Linked DNA regions of Sus scrofa: region 1 is linked to region 2. Evidence: chromatin contacts called from public Hi-C data. All regions are on one chromosome and are shown on one strand. The core of a region is the stretch at or near the end of the contact, and the rest is flanking DNA. Distances in the headings are between cores, read along the strand shown.

Region 1 (3,195 bases), core at 88-2,587, 39 kb before region 2:
CAAGCTGTCAAGCCGGGATCTGAATCCCAGTATATGCAATTCCAAGCCCTGCTCCTCAGTGCTGCAGTGAGTTGCCTGAACTGGGTTTCAAGAGGACATCAGAGATGAGAGGAAATTCCTCCTTCAGTAATTACCAAATATCCCTTCCTCAGGATGCCTCCTAGGCACCCCAATCTGAAACACCCTCTCCCCTCACCCCCATGACAATTCCATCCACCTTCCCCATCAGATTTCACTAATTATCATTAACTTACCTTCCCTTTCAATTGTCTGTTCTGCTTATTGTCTGCTTCCCCCACTAGAAGTCATCCACGAGGCCAATGATTGTTTTTTGTTTGTTTTTTGTCTTTTCTAGGGCCACTCCTGCGGCATTTGGAGGTTCCCAGGCTAGGGGTCGAATCGGAGCTGTAGCCACTGGCCTATGCCAGAGCCACAGCAACTCAGGATCCGAGCCGTATCTGCAACCCACACCACAGCTCACGGCAACGCCAGATCCTTTACCGAGCAAGGCCAGGGATCGAACGTGCAACCTCATGGTTCCTAGTCGGATTTGTTAACCACTGAGCCACAACGGAAACTCCAAGGCCAATGATTGTTGTATGTTTTGTTCACTGCTGTCCCCTGCGTCCAGTGATGCTTCCCCCCCCCCAAAAAAAACCTGTTGAATGAATACTTTAAAATACAGCTAAGAGCAGTGAGTGCAGGAAGCAAAGGAGGACAATCTATCCATTCAGGGGAAGAAAGGAGAGGTGGGAAAAGATGGTGAGAGAACCTGGTCAGGGGCAAGGTGGGGGCTCCAGATGGGACCTCCAAGAGGAAATGAAGGTCTGCCAGGTCCCCTGTGGACTCCAGTAAAGCCTTCCTGCTGGTTAGTAGTAATTTCCAGCTGCCAGGGCCCAAGCCTGAGGACTTCTGCTGGGGAGGGCGGGCTTACCACTCTGAAACAAAGGCCTATGGACATGCAGCTGGCCAGAGAGACAGGACTGCACAGTGGCCGGGTCAGAGGGGGAGCCTGGGATTGTGATGGGGGGGTGGGGGTGGCTGCTAGTGAGGAGCTGAAGACAGCCCTCAGTGCAGCTGCAAAGGCAACACACACAAACCCCGTCCGCCCAGCGCCCAGAGTCCCCTCCACACAACAGGGAATAGCTAGATGGTTTCACCAAGAACCCTTCAAAGTCAGTGCTTAGCCTGGGCTGGCAGCAACCCCCCCACCCCACCCCCAGGCGTGGAATCTGAGCTTTCGCAAGGTTCTGAGAGGAGAGTGGGGCTGAAGGCGCAAGCCATACATCTGGAACATAGGTCCTCTTCCCCTCCTGCCCTTGTCATCTCTCAGGCCATGGCCTTTGGCCACCTCCAGTGTAAACACAGTGACCCGGGGATAGCTGTGGATCTGGTAAAGCAAATGTTTACTCTGGAGCTGAAATACTAGAGGCCAGGGTATAAATGTCCACTATTGGCTCCTGGTTATCTACTCTCTCCTTGGCACATATGGGACACATGCACTAAATTGTAAAGCTCTCGAGCCCCGCCCCACCGTTGCCAGCCACAGTGAGCCCTTTATTCTGCACAGGAGTTTTTGCAGCTCTCTCCATGTACAGGACACATTTTGATCCTTACCAGAGCCTCTGAGGAAAAGCAGGCAAGGACCCAATTCTATTCATGTGGAAACTGAGTCAGAGAAGATATGTGACTTGCTCAGGTCATGTTGGAGAAAGCACAGATTCGACAGTGAGGAAATCTGAGTTTTGGCCCCTATTTGGCCAACAGGAGGAACCAGGCTCCCATCTCTGGGCTCTGCTGCCTTCATGGGCAGGGGGCATAGGCTCATCTCAGGTGCCTTCCAGCCCAAATGACTCTATCAATCCCTGATGCCACAGAGTAGAGCCAGGACTAAAACTCAGGCAAAATCCTGTGCTGGACTCCTACCCAGGCCTGGGGTTGTCCCACTATCCCAGATATGCCACTTCTAATAACAGGCAGTAGGAAAGCTCATGGCAGCTCCTAGGCAAACCCCCTCCCTCTGACTCAGTTCAGCCCATGCCCACTCCCTGCCTCATCACCAGAGCAATATACCTGGGGAGCCAAGGGGTTGCCCGGCCTTCTGGGAAGGGAAGGGGGCAGCAGAGGCAGGAGTGTTAACAGCAGGAGCAGGACCACAGCGAAGAGGGTGAACAGAGAAGGGGTACACCTCTTTGCGGTTCTTATTCTCTAGGTTTTCTGCTGGAAATGATTGGGGTGAAGTCACTCAGGATTCCACTCCGAATCCAGCATAGGAGAGGCTGGAAAGGCACTTTCCTGAAGGGAGGCAGACAAAATGCTCTGTGGGAAGGCCTGGGGGCTGTCATTACTCTCCCTGCTTATTATTTCTTAAGCAAGGCCGGTGTGGCTGGGCAGCGCACAGAGGCAGGGCTGAGGAGACCCTGGGAACTCCCAGCCCGGGGTTCCCTGTAGGGTGATGCAGTCCAGATCGTCTCTTGGGAGCCCCAGAACAGGAGACCGGCCCTTTCATCTGCCAACAGTTTAGTGAGTGACTTCAAGGGTGCAGCTCTTAACAGTGGCCACTAACATCGCCCCACCCCAGGCCACACCCCTCCAGCCTCCCCCACTATTACAGTTCCCATTCGGTTCTTCCTTTTGTTTTCAAAAGCAGCTCCAAAGAGTAAAAAGCAGCTCCCTAAAAAGTCTTGAAATTTTCAAGTTTGCACCCCTTCTCTTAGCTTTCCAAACCAAAGGGCTAAGAAGAGGGAGAAAATTAACCGAACCCACTTTGGGAGTGGGCGAGGTTGAGACCGTGGCGGGCAATCGCCTATGTGCTTTCGACTCCCCGACGCCCCTTTTCTGGCCCCCAATCTAATCCCTCTAGGATACGATCTGAGATTCCCAGAGCGAGTACCGTGTGGCACCAACCCGGAACAGGCTGCTGGCGCCTCTCGAGCTACCGGGACCAGAGGCTCGGTTCCTTGCCCAAAAGAGTTTACCCTGCCCGGGTCCACAGTGCGAGGCAAAGACCAGCCCTCCTAAAACCTCCTGCCGTGGGCGCGGGTGGGCGCAACCTCGCAGGCTTCCCAGATTTCAAACTGAGCCTCCTGGAGTCACCCGGCGTGTACGCTCCTTTCGTTTCCGGGGTGGGGGCTAAAGGACAAAAAATGTCTCCTGGCAGTAGCCTCCCGAGCTCCAGCCCTGGAGGGTCGCCCT
Region 2 (3,293 bases), core at 516-3,015:
AATCTTTGAGTTGAATATTCCATGATAAGAAGGTGGGAAGGGGTGTTCCAGCCAGTGGGAGCAGCCTGTGCAAAGTCACACAGGTGACCGATGGGACGGCAGAGCCAATCCACTGCCAGTTGTTTGGTGTGGCTGGAACAGAGCTGGAAAACATGCAGAGACCTGGAACAGAGGCAGGTTTGTATGTACAGAACCAGCAGAGCTGACACAGGACCAAAGAACCGGGTGAACCATCAGGCGCCACCAGCCAGGACATCAACCGTGAATGCCAGCATCTCTGTAGAGGTCAATGAGGACTAGAGGACAGCAAGGATCTGGCGCCCAGACCAGCTACCCTCTTTATTATCCCAGAGCTACACACAGAGTAGGGGCGGGTGGGTGCATGAAGGGGTACAGTTACCCGTGGAGAGCAGGTAATAGAGCAGGCAGGGATTGAACGAATATTTATGCAAAAAAGACTGAACTAATTTAATAAAAGAATCTTAAAGTGGAAAAGACTGATTTTTCCTTTAATTGGCAAGTTTAAATTCTCCCACCTAACATGAATCTGTGAAGAAGCTTATATATGTTCTAAGAAATAAAGAGCCTAAATTTTTCTCTTTTTTAATGCACCTGAGTTATAGTATGTAATTTTGACACCTCTAGCTTTTTTTTTTTTCCTTTTTACCGCCACACCTGTAGCATATGGAAGTTCCCCAGCAAGGAGTTGATTCGAAGCTGCAGATACAGGCCAATGCACAGCCACAGCAATGCCAGATCCAAGCCACATCTGTGACCTACACCACAGCTCACAGCAACACCGGATCCTTAACCCAAAGAGTGAGGCCAGGGATTGAACTCATGTCCTCACAGATACTAGTCAGGTTCTTAACCCACTTAGCCACAACAGGAACTCCCATCCCTAGTTTATTTATTTATTTTTATTTATTTATTTGTCTTTTTGCCTTTTCTAGGGCCGCTCCCGCAGCATATGGAGGTTCCCAGGCTAGAGGTCTAATCGGAGCTGTAGCTGCTGGCCTATGCCAGAACCACAGCAGCTTGGGATCCGAGCCACGTCCGCAACCTACACCACAGCTCAGGGCAACGCTGGATCCTTAACCCACTGAGCAAGGCCAGGGATTGAACCCACAACCTCATGGTTCCTAGTCGGATTCGTTAACCACTGAGCCACGATGGGAACTCTGATCCCTAGTTTATTTTTAAGCCATATTTATGAGGCATAATATATACAGAATGGTGCTGTCAGTGGGTCTGGATATTTAATGTCCTAATCCTGTTGGTTCTCTGAAAAGTTTGCTTTTCTTTCCAAGGTGTTCCTTCTTGCCCGTTGGGATACAGAAGCCCTCTTTTCAGATCCCTCCTCCCCCATGTCCCTTCTCTCCTCCTCACCTCCTGGCAGGCCGGACCTCAGCAGCCTGGGTACCTGGGAATCCACTGCACACACTGGTCTCACTCCCTTTGAGCTTCAGGCATCTCCCTTCTCAAACTTTCTCCTCCCCTTTTTCCCCTCTGTTCTGTCACCTTGGTTTCCGTGCCCAGGTATCTCGTGATCTTATTTGCCACAGAGGTAGCCCTGCTGCCCAGCAACCACCCAGCCTCATTTTGTTGATTGGTTTGGGGTTTGTCAACAGTTGGGGTTCTTTCTCACTCAGGGAGGAAGAAGCAAGAAACCTCAGCACTGCAATTTCCTTCTCACCTCATAGCGATGGCGACAGATTCTGAGTCTCCAGGGCAGGGACGGTGTCTTTACATGCCCCGTTGAGTGTTGCTTTCACAGTGGTGAAGAAATAGGAGGTGAAAAGGTAACATAGGAGGGAAGAGCATCTGTGCTTAGGGGCAGGGCTCAATTTGCCTACAAGGGAGGACCTCAGAAGTGTTTCTCTTTCTGGTTGTGTCAGACATTTGCAAGCTGACTGCACCTCTAAGAAGCCACACACCCCTTCATCGCCCTCTACGAGCCTTTGCAAAGGGTCATGCCCAGAGAACTGAATGTCTCCTTGGGTCTCAAGCAGGAAGGGAACTTGCTCTTGGGGGCAGTGGTGGGTGGGGAGCATATGGGAAAGAGAGTACCTGCCAGAAGAGAGTGTGGTTGTGTGATGCTGGCTTTCTCCCTGCATGACAACCCTTCCCTAATGTCACTGACCTTTTTTTTTTGGCCTCCCCAGAGGCATGCAGAAATTCCTGGGGCCAGGGATCAAACATGTTCCAGCAAGTGACCAGAGCCACACCAGCAACAACGTTGGATCCTTAACCTGCTCAGTCACAAGGGAGTACCTGTAGTCAAACTTTTTAATAAAACTGGTACCATCAAAGACCTTAGGCTTTATCCATGCTCCAAAGGCAACAGGGGTGGGGAGGCAGTGTCTGTATTTATTCAATTCCCTTCATGGTTGAGTGATGTGGAATTCAGACTACAGGTTCTAGCCCTAAACTTCTTTACTGACTACCCAAAAGGCTGTGAGGAAGTTACCCAACCTCTCAGTGCCTCAGTCTCTCCATCTGTAAAATGAGGTGATCATAGGAACCAACCCACTGGGTTGTAGCAGAGATGGCATAGGAACCAACCCACTGGGTTGTAGCAGAGATGGAATGAGAGAATCCATATGCATTGGGCACATAAGAAGGGCTCAAAAATAGTAGCTGCTATGATTGTTATTATTATCATTGTCTCAATTAAGCACCAAGGATCCTGAAAGCTCAAGTGAAGCTAAAGAATTCTCAAGTCGCAGGGCAAAGAAACTCACTGACACACTCAATAAAATCAAACCCAGTTCCACTAAAGTGGGTGGTGAAGGCAAAATTCTCATGAGGGTGGGGAAGGGCTGCAGCTTTCCTTGCTGTGAGATTAGGGAGAAATCTCCAGGAGAAGGTGAATTCTGGGGGATGAGAGCTCTAGCCACCTCTTCCCATGCAGACAGTATCCCTGAAACCAGGCTGACCTTGAAAGAAGTGGGTTTCATTTCATTTTTCTTTTAATCAATCTTTCTTTCTTCTTTCTTTCTTTCTTTCTTTCTTTCTTTCTTTCTTTCTTTCTTTCTTTCTTTCTTTCTTTCTTTCTTTCTTTCTCTTTCTCTTTCTCTCTCTCTTTCTTTCTTTGGTTGTTGTTGTTCTTTAGGGCCACACCTGTAGCATATGGAAGTTCCCAGGCTAAGGGCTGAATCAGAGTTACAGCTGCTGGCCTATACCACAGCCACAGCAACACAAGATCCAAGCTGTGTCTGTGACCTACACCACAGCTTACAGTAACGCCGGATCCTTAACCCACTGAGCGAGGCCAGGGATTGAACCGCATC

Evidence for each region. Hi-C and Micro-C count contacts between places; a contact is called where the count stands out from the background.
Region 1: a contact with region 2 is called in a Hi-C map of blood, with 2.2 times the contacts expected there. The contact joins the promoter of LOC102158547 here to the enhancer-like site in region 2. A contact is called at or near these places in 1 of 5 promoter capture datasets (liver), 8 of 47 Hi-C or Micro-C datasets (blood, liver, retroperitoneal adipose tissue and 1 more) and 2 of 2 datasets of contacts at active chromatin or transcription factors (alveolar macrophages and skeletal muscle).

What each region holds. Positions count from the first base shown.
Region 1 is chr7:88,764,892-88,768,086 of Sscrofa11.1, reverse strand. LOC102158547 reads left to right here and starts at 1,337. Exons shown (of 4, transcript XM_021100073.1): 1 at 1,337-1,398; 2 at 2,864-3,103. The coding sequence starts at 1,337. All of the region lies in intron 1 of PLEKHG3 (pleckstrin homology domain-containing family G member 3), which reads right to left.
Region 2 is chr7:88,726,288-88,729,580 of Sscrofa11.1, reverse strand. No RefSeq gene overlaps it. Among named protein-coding and RNA genes, the nearest start is that of PLEKHG3, 37 kb to the left of the region's middle. Within about 2 kb of position 1,765, at least 11 of the 83 cell types and tissues checked have an H3K27ac peak or open chromatin away from gene starts, as enhancers often do. A contact at or near this core is called in retroperitoneal adipose tissue, where this site is marked.